Linked DNA regions of Gossypium hirsutum: region 1 is linked to region 2. A link is a contact called in public Hi-C data. All regions are on one chromosome and are shown on one strand. Each heading gives the region's core, a stretch centred on a gene start, on an enhancer-like site or on the middle of the called end of the contact. The rest is flanking DNA. Distances are from core to core; before and after follow the strand shown.

Region 1 (4,348 bases), core at 182-2,681, 280 kb after region 2:
GGTCCTGCATGCAGCACAGTAAGTAAAACAGAACAAAGTATAACAATGATTAAACTGACACATTTTGACATCACTGCTAGCTAAGGTAGTGGTAACGCTGAAGCTGGTTTGAAAGGAACTATCGTAACTGATGATGAATTGGATTCAAAGTCAGGCTTATATGCAAATTTCAACCAATCTTTGATCCCTGGAAGCCAAAATGAGTGTCATATCATTGACCTTTTAACTCAATCCAGAATATGATAAACTAACTGAGTGGTCTTAGACAGTGAAAAGATACGTACAAAGTGCAAACCCCACCTATGTTCAGAAGCTAAGAAGGAGAGACGATTTCAAGTCTAAACACTTGACTGATCCACCTACCAGCGGAAGTGTGGATTAATACAAGTGGGAGATGGTAATGGTAATGTCGTTTAGTGAGTGTAATCAATGGGAATCTAGAACGTGAGGTGGGAATCCGGGAAGCTCCACTCTTCCAACTAGTAAATGCTTAGTTGACTCCGCGGCAAACGTTGTAAGTGTAAAAGTAGGTAATGGCGGTAGCACCATTATGGCAAGTTGAACGAAAAATGCCAATGGAAGGATGGGTTGGGATTTTGTACTTGGTGCCAAAAGGATAATGTCTAATTTTGGGCTAGCACATGGTAGGTAGTTTCCATCTCTATCGTTAATATCACAGTAAACACATACAATTAGACTCAAACAATCTAATGTAATCCATGGTTTTCTGAGTTTTGCAGAATTTATTGCGACTGATTTGCAATAATAAAGCCAGATTAAGCTATGGTCCAAGGAGTCTGACAACTTGATTCTGGTTTGACCCACGGTTTCTGAACAACTTGGACTGCCCTTTTTCGTTTCATTTTTTTTAAAGGTTTAATTCCGAACTATGCGTGTATTTTTTTTATTTTTTATTTTTGTCTTGGATTAGTATTAATTTATCATTTTGGTATTTGGCTTGGTCGCATTTATCTGCAATCAAATTGTGCGTGCTAGTGGCAATTAAATTTATTTAAAAAATAGATTTGACTTTGATTCGCCCTTAACCAGATATTAATCGGTGTTGGTGTTAACTGACATTGATTAATGTTGACCTTCCATACGTGTCTTTTTTATTTTTAATATTATATATTATATTGATTAAAAATGTTAAAAAAATTATATAAGTAATTCAAAAAAGTTTTAAAAAATTCTTTTATAAAGTTTTAAAATATATAAATATAAATTAAAATTCAAAAAACATTTAATTTTTTTAAAAATTAGTAAATTTTTGTTTTAATACTTGAAACTGATTTGATGCTTCAACTATAATTAGAGTAGTTTTAGAATATTTTAAGCGGTAATTTCAAAAACAAAAAATCACGGATCATGGCAGAAAAAACCGAAGAAGATGATTTACCAGTTCTAGGAATACTGGGATTCCTTCATGCATCCTACTTCTCAACCCAAGATTGAAACAAAACAATGTAATAAAGCCCAAAGCAGGATATATGGATCAATGTTGGATTCTTCCTATTTCAAAGCCCACAAACATTTCATTATCGTTGATTAATTCATTACCATGTTTGAAAACCCAGAATCTAAATTAGTTGGAAAAAGAGAGAAGAATGGGAGAATGGAGCAGCAGGGTTATCCCTATAGTGAGAGGCCTCTGTTTGCTTTATGTTACCCACAAATATCTCGGCACTACCGTTGTTGTAAGAAATCTTTCAACTATCCCCCATAAAAACAAGCTTATCAATCATCATTTCATGTTTTTATTTATGGGTTTTAATTTTACTTTTATGAATTTTGGGCGGCGGCGGCAATGACGGAACTCTAAAGACTTATGGTCCTAGCATGCTTCCAACCTTGGGCATAACAGGCAATGTGTTGTTGATGGAGCGCATTTCGACCCGAACTGGAAAACTTCGACCTGGTGACGTGGTCTTCTTTCGGTCGCCTGAGAATCCTAGGAGGGTTGTCTGCAAACGGCTGGTCGGAATGGAAGGTGATCAAGTCACCTACGTCGTCGACCCCAAAAACAGTGATAAATGCAATGCTATTGTGGTACTGTATATTTTTTTGGATTTCCACTTTTGTATATTCAAAGAATGAAAATGATTTGTGAATATATAGGTTCAAAAAGGGCATGTTTGGGTAGAAGGAGATAACATATATAACACAAAGGATTCGAGGAATTTCGGAGCTGTTCCTTATGGTCTTGTGGAAGGCAAAGCTTTTTGGACGGTAAGCCTTCGCTTCTCATTTTTACATCAGTTCTTTACCTGTTTGGCTTTAACCAAGTTTTGATCATTTCTTTGTTGTTTATAGTTATTGCCTCGTAAAGATTTCGGATCCTTGGCACCTAAACCCAAGTAGTCATTATTGGAGATGGAGAGGACTTCTGTGCACAACACATGTTTGTCAGAATGTCTCACAGGGTTGATGATGTACGTTTTATGAAGTGAATGATTTTTCCTTGTTTTGGCAATCAAAATGAACAGAGGATGAGGAAAGAAGGAAAGAGAAGAAGCTGATTGATTTATAAAATCTATAAAAGACCCTTTACTAGCTTACTTTTTTGGGAAAATCTTAATAGGTAAACAGTGCAGAATAACAAATCTAAACCAAATAGGCAAAGATGGAGCAGTTCATGAAATAATATCAACTGCATGAAAGGTTAGTCAAAATTAACAACCCAAGTAAGTAAATAGGTTTCAGGGGGAATGATATCTAATTACAAATTCCATGGTTTGAGTACCCAAACTCTTTAAGTTAATAAAATTGTATTTTTTGATATTATTAAGAATTATGAGAAATATTAATTAAAAAATATCAACAAGTAATGGTAAGGTAAATTATATTTTAAAGGGAGGATTCGGATTTGAACCTTGAAGATAGCATTGTTCATAAAACTAACCACAAAACCTAAAAAAATTACTCCTTATAAATTACAAAACTGATATGAAAGATACCTCAATCTCAATGATTTCGAGAATGCCTTTGAAGCATATAAATGCTATTTTGAAGCAATTTTTTTATTTTTAAAATTTTAAATAAAAAGAGAATTTTACATTTGGTATTATTTATTTGGTTTGTTCATTTTTCTATTTTTAGTTTCAAAAGGGATAAATATGAAAATTATATATGAACTTTGAACAAATGTGTATTGTTATACACAGGGACGACTCTAGGAATTTACTCCAATGGGGGCGAAACTTCTAAATCCAAACGACCTTTTTTTTAACATAAAAAAGTGTCCATTCTTCTTGGATACTTTTTTTTTCTTATCAAACAAATCAATTTAATATTTTTTAAAAAGCATGAACGATTTAACTGTAAAAATATAAAAAGGAAAAAAATCACACTACATAAAATTAAATATTTATTTTCAACATGTAAAAAAAGAATAACCAATACTATACTAAAAATTTCATAAAACATAATATAATTCCAAAAATTAAATTAAAAAAATTGGGCTTAGTCCTATTTCTGCACCCTAAATTGCACCTTCCACTTTTTCATAAGATCGGACTCATCAATGATAGAATCTGTTAAAAATTCTAGAGTTATCTCTTTTTTATGTATGCCACCAAGTAAGTTGAAAGAAAATCATCCTTCATTTTGTTGTGAAGCCTTGTCTTCAAAATTTTCATGCCTGAAAATGCTCGTTCGATCGTTGCAATAGACACGGGAAGAGTTAGCACAAGACGAACAATTCTATCAATAAGAGGATAAATACTCGACTTATTTGTCTTATAGAACTTGACACAACTTGGCAACTATAGAAGCTTTGTGCAACTCCATTCTTTAATGAGCATCAAGTTGAAAATGCTCCAATTGAATCTTCATGTGTAGCTTTTCTTGCTTTGTAAAATCGTCCAGATAAAAATCATTCATAAGCTTGCAGATATCTTCCATCTGAAAAGCTTTCTTCCATCTGAAAAGCTTTATACTTATCGCGTGGATCCAAAGCGGAGCTAAGAACAATTAACTCCACTACCTCGTCATTAAAGCAAGAATTTATTTTTGTTAGCAATGAATTGATACCAATAATGATTATATCAAATTGATAGTGATGCTTAATTGTTAGGTTATCTCTCTAGATAGGAGACCAACCTCGACCAGCTTTGTATGGAGCACTTAAATTAGGGATTTCTATCTCACGATCTTTACAAAATAACTTCACTTTCTCAAACAAAGGATCCTATCCATGTTCTTTGAATTTCTAGAGAAGCGTTTTAGTTTATGACACTAGCTTCATCACATTTAGTATACCTTGCGATTTATATTGCAATGCTTGACAAAGATCATTAGTGATTCCAAGCATCTCAATCATGAAATAAAATATGAAAACAAATTCAAC
Region 2 (4,315 bases), core at 1,093-3,592:
ATATATAGAAAATTACTAATGCAAGGGGTGCTGTTCTGTATGATTACTTACCAGTGCCTCAGCTTCCTGCCTCATTCGACTATAGCGTTGAGCAAGATGACGAGCATCTTCCAAAGGAGCACCAGCACTCATTGCTCTCAAGGGATCCAAAACCTTACATATTTTGAAATAGAAGGGTCATGTTTCTAATCAGCACTAGTTATTCTCAATAAAATGTAACAAAAGCATGCAATAGGACAAAGGACATACAAATTCTTTGAATGCATACAAAAACGTAGTCTGGTAACATTTAGCAAGGAATCCAACAAAAGCATCATACTCATTTTGGATTGAATGTGTTTACAAGTACATAACTAAAAATTTATTTTATGATGTGATGAAAAGAGGCTTTCAAAACACAACATCCGATAAATGTCAACCTGTTCGGATAACAACTTAATCAAATCTTCTTGCTCCTTCTCTACATGTTTACAACCATCACCATAAATAGCTGCAGCTTTGGCAAGAATATTTTCGTTGATGTTTTCACTGTTTTCAGTTCCATATCGGCAGCATTCTTCAGAGAACTTGGTCCCTGATTATCATAAAGATTAAGAACCATAAAGATAAAGCTTTATCTTCACAATATATGTTATTTATTTCAATCGCACCAAATTCATGTCAGAACAACAAAATTAAAAAGGTATGAATTAATGCTGCACCTGTTTCAATATGCTTATACCCGATGGCTGTAAATGCTTCTGCAGCTTTAATAACTTCTTTTTGAAAATCCTGAAAGGAAGAGCGGTAAATTCATTAAGCAAGCACTCCATGGGTATTAAACTTGCAGTAAATATAAAAGAAAATTAAGAGAAATTAGTTTTTATGAAAGTTAGGAAATTTGAGAAACTAAATATCAGAATATAGTACAGCCATTAGTAGCTTTCATAATAAATTTTGTTCCTCCAACCAGGCGCACCCGCAGAGCAACTGTTACCTTCGAAATTTTATTTAGTTAAAATGACACCGAAGAGATTTAACTGAAGTACTTAACTGTAACTCAAGTAGATAGGATGCACTAAAGTTACATACTGAAAATGGTTTCATTTGTGAAGATATGAATGACACGGATTCACCGAGAACAAAGCAATATGACAGGATTATCAAATTAAGTTTCACAAATTTATGAAGGAAATGTTGTTTACCCTAGCTGAACGAGTGGACTTGTACAATTTGTCCAGTTGTTGATGCCTTTGCATCTCAATCTCATCAATAACTACAACATCTGAGCTCTCATAACCAGTTCCACTGAATTGCTTTATTACAGCCTGCAAAAAAAATTCTTTTAACTCAATAGTAGAAGACATTGATCATCTCAAGAAAAATGCAACTAGCAAAACTAACATAAATATAAGAATTAAGGGTAACTTGTCAGGGACTCAGATCAAACAAAATTAGCCCAGTTAGAATAAGATAGGATGATATTGTTTTCGAGTAACTGATCCTAACAAGGTAAACCAAATGAATGACATCCATGCTCATGTTTAAACCAAATGCAAGAAACACTTGCAGAGATAAGAGCCAATCAATCAACACTTGGAAGCACTTGAGATCTCACGGATTACTCAACTTTCAGGTAAAGGATGAAGCTTTGCAATAACAAAAGCTTCTGGAAACTCTGTATCTACTCTTTTCCCTATGTTAGAAAATGTAGGGCAATCTAATGGTAGGTACAGTTTTTTGAGAATATAGCAGAAAACAAACTCAAAGGACATGGAACTAGCTAATTTACCTAAAAAAGAATGATTCGTCTTTGATGATTATAAATTACAATTTAACGTTTAGAATTAACTCCACAATTAAATATTTAATTCTTGAAACATATACATTAGGCCCCCAAACTTCTAGAAGTCAAAGTAATTAAACACATCTAATTCTGTAATCCAAGACTAAATAAAATATTTGCTTTCATTTTCCCAGATTTCCTCCATTATCCTGACAACCAAATCAACAGAACTCGATTCTCCTTAAACCCAGGAAAATAAATTAAAAAAGAGAGGAGTGAAGGGTTGTGATGAAATTGCCTGCTGTTGCTTGGCAACTTGTTCTCTGAGCTTGCTGGCTTGCCTTCTAAAAGCATCCATTGTTGCCTCTTCTAGTTCTACCTCCTCTCAACACAACGAAACAGATTTACAGAAAAAAAAAAGTACTAGTTTCTTGAAATCTGGATTTTATTTTATCGATTGATCGACTTAGCAGATCTGGCAGCTGGCTGGCTATGCTTGAGAGACCAAAGCCTTCGATTACCTCACTGTCATCTCGTAATTTTTGTTTTTTTCGGGTTGATGGAATAATTAATGGGCTTCTTCATTCAGGATAGCTCTGAGCCAGCCTATATTTCTTTGTCGGCCTTCGGCTCAGCTAAATTTGCTGGACTGGACTTTATCATTCCAACCCACTAAATTTTAAATAATCATTCAAATATTTATCTTTTCATTGCAATCAATTTCTTTAAAAAAAAAAGAAAAGAAAAGTTAATATAAACTTGTCAAAAAAATATTTAATTGATATTTGAATTTTATTTTGTATTTACTTTTATTTCATTACATTGCTCTCAATTTGTTAACAACATTAATTTTTTAAGGATTAGCATGTAGTTTGTCTCATAAACTTATCCAAAAGTAATTAGTTGATATCTGAATTTGTCTAACAGTATCTAGTTTGTACTTGAACTTGTCTAAAAAATTATACTTTTTTAAATTATTTATATTTTTTAAAATAATTATACTTTTTTAATTTATGTCCCCACGTATCATACTAAGAGATTATCACGTATCACTATAGGATTAGTCATTAGCACCACATCAGTACAAACTAACAGCTTTAATGCAAAAATACTAATCTGGATGACAGAATACTAATTTAAATACCGATTAGGTATAAAAAATGTAAATACCAACTAAATGCTTTTAAACAAATTTAAGTGACAAATTACTTATTAACCCTTTAATGGGATGGAAATAGATTAATGTTGCTGAGGTGTAAGAAAAAGTTGGTGGGAAAGACATTGGCTCATACGGTGGAGGGAGGTCATGCTGACAGCCTAGTTGCCTGGTTTCTTTTAGGTCCTAATGGAGGATGGTCAAGGGTTAGCTCCTTTGGAGTGAGTTTCGCTTGCTCTTATGAGGGTCATTATAGGTGGACAGTAGTCTTGGGTTTGGACACGTGTTGGACTTATTACGTCTACGATGTCTCTTTACTAGGCTGACAACATGATTTGATGTGATGTAAGCATAGGCTGTTGGAAAAATTCAATCTAAAGATCAAGTTTTTTGCAAAATGGAAAATTATATTTTTTCTAAAATCCAACTTTTGTATTATTTATAATAATAAATTTTACCTACATGTGTTTTTTATTGAGTGGTTTAATTGTTACCCAGTTTTCAACCAACATAATTTTTTTCGTTATTTTTGAACTCTCGATTTATTTAGAGTGTGAGCTCTAATCACATGAACTGATCACACATAATGAAAATTATTAATTTTTTAGTGAGAAAATTAATTCTTTTTATGAGCTAGAAACCAAACACAAGTTCTCACAAAAAAAAATTATTTGGTAAATAAATCTCACTAAATTCTGACTGAGTAACTATGTTCAATAATTGTCTATTTTGACCAAACCCATAGTCCCTACTAATAGGAAAAACTCACAAAATTTCTAGTTAAACAAGAGGTAACAAAACAATAATATTTTAATAGAAAATACATATAGTCCCATTAAGATTATGCTATAGGTGGCACCTATTTCTGGGAACTAGGGTTGTTGCCCATTACATGTCTAATGAGTTTATTGGGCATGTCTCATGTACTAGATACAATTATATGTATTTTTTATACTTAAATCAACTCATATAATTCATCCAACTCATTAACCAATTTTTCATTCTCAAAATATTATTTACTTATTTATTTAATTGATTCAATTTCTTAAATTATTTTCTTAATCTAATTCTAATTCCATTATATTTATAACGACTTTATCGTGCTAAAATCTATAAGTAAGTAAATTTGATTGTCCTATTTAATAAAACTGAGATGACTAATTAATTTAATTTCCATTTCGAATTCTAATTATTTAATTATAATCAATTAAATAATAATTCAATGAAATTAATTTAATATCTAAGTCATTTCTTGTACTTAACAAGAAAATGCATTCGCTACGAATACTAATACATATGAACTATTTCACTATTTGTTATTTTCATTCATTCAACATATTGGTTCAAATGCAATCTATAAAAGGTCGTGTTAAGTTAGAAGATGGACCGATCTG

The links. Hi-C and Micro-C count contacts between places; a contact is called where the count stands out from the background.
Region 1: a Hi-C map of leaf shows a contact between it and region 2, with 2.0 times the contacts expected there. The contact joins the promoter of LOC107900393 here to the promoter of LOC107901833 in region 2. A contact is called at or near these places in 3 of 34 Hi-C or Micro-C datasets (leaf and seedling).

The regions. Positions count from the first base shown.
Region 1 is chrD06:51,561,483-51,565,830 of Gossypium_hirsutum_v2.1, forward strand. LOC107900393 (mitochondrial inner membrane protease subunit 1) reads left to right here and starts at 1,432. Exons shown (of 4, transcript XM_016826008.2): 1 at 1,432-1,697; 2 at 1,825-2,049; 3 at 2,119-2,229; 4 at 2,314-2,558. The coding sequence starts at 1,608. The coding sequence ends at 2,361. It overlaps LOC107901846, which reads left to right. Exons shown (of 3, transcript XM_041095483.1): 2 at 1-644; 3 at 741-995. It overlaps LOC107901844 (LRR receptor-like serine/threonine-protein kinase FLS2), which reads right to left and starts at 71. Exons shown (of 3, transcript XM_016828004.2): 1 at 1-71. The coding sequence starts at 71.
Region 2 is chrD06:51,278,438-51,282,752 of Gossypium_hirsutum_v2.1, forward strand. LOC107901833 (SH3 domain-containing protein 3) reads right to left here and starts at 2,343. Exons shown (of 10, transcript XM_041095479.1): 1 at 2,064-2,343; 2 at 1,185-1,307; 3 at 702-771; 4 at 420-574; 5 at 52-153. The coding sequence starts at 2,123.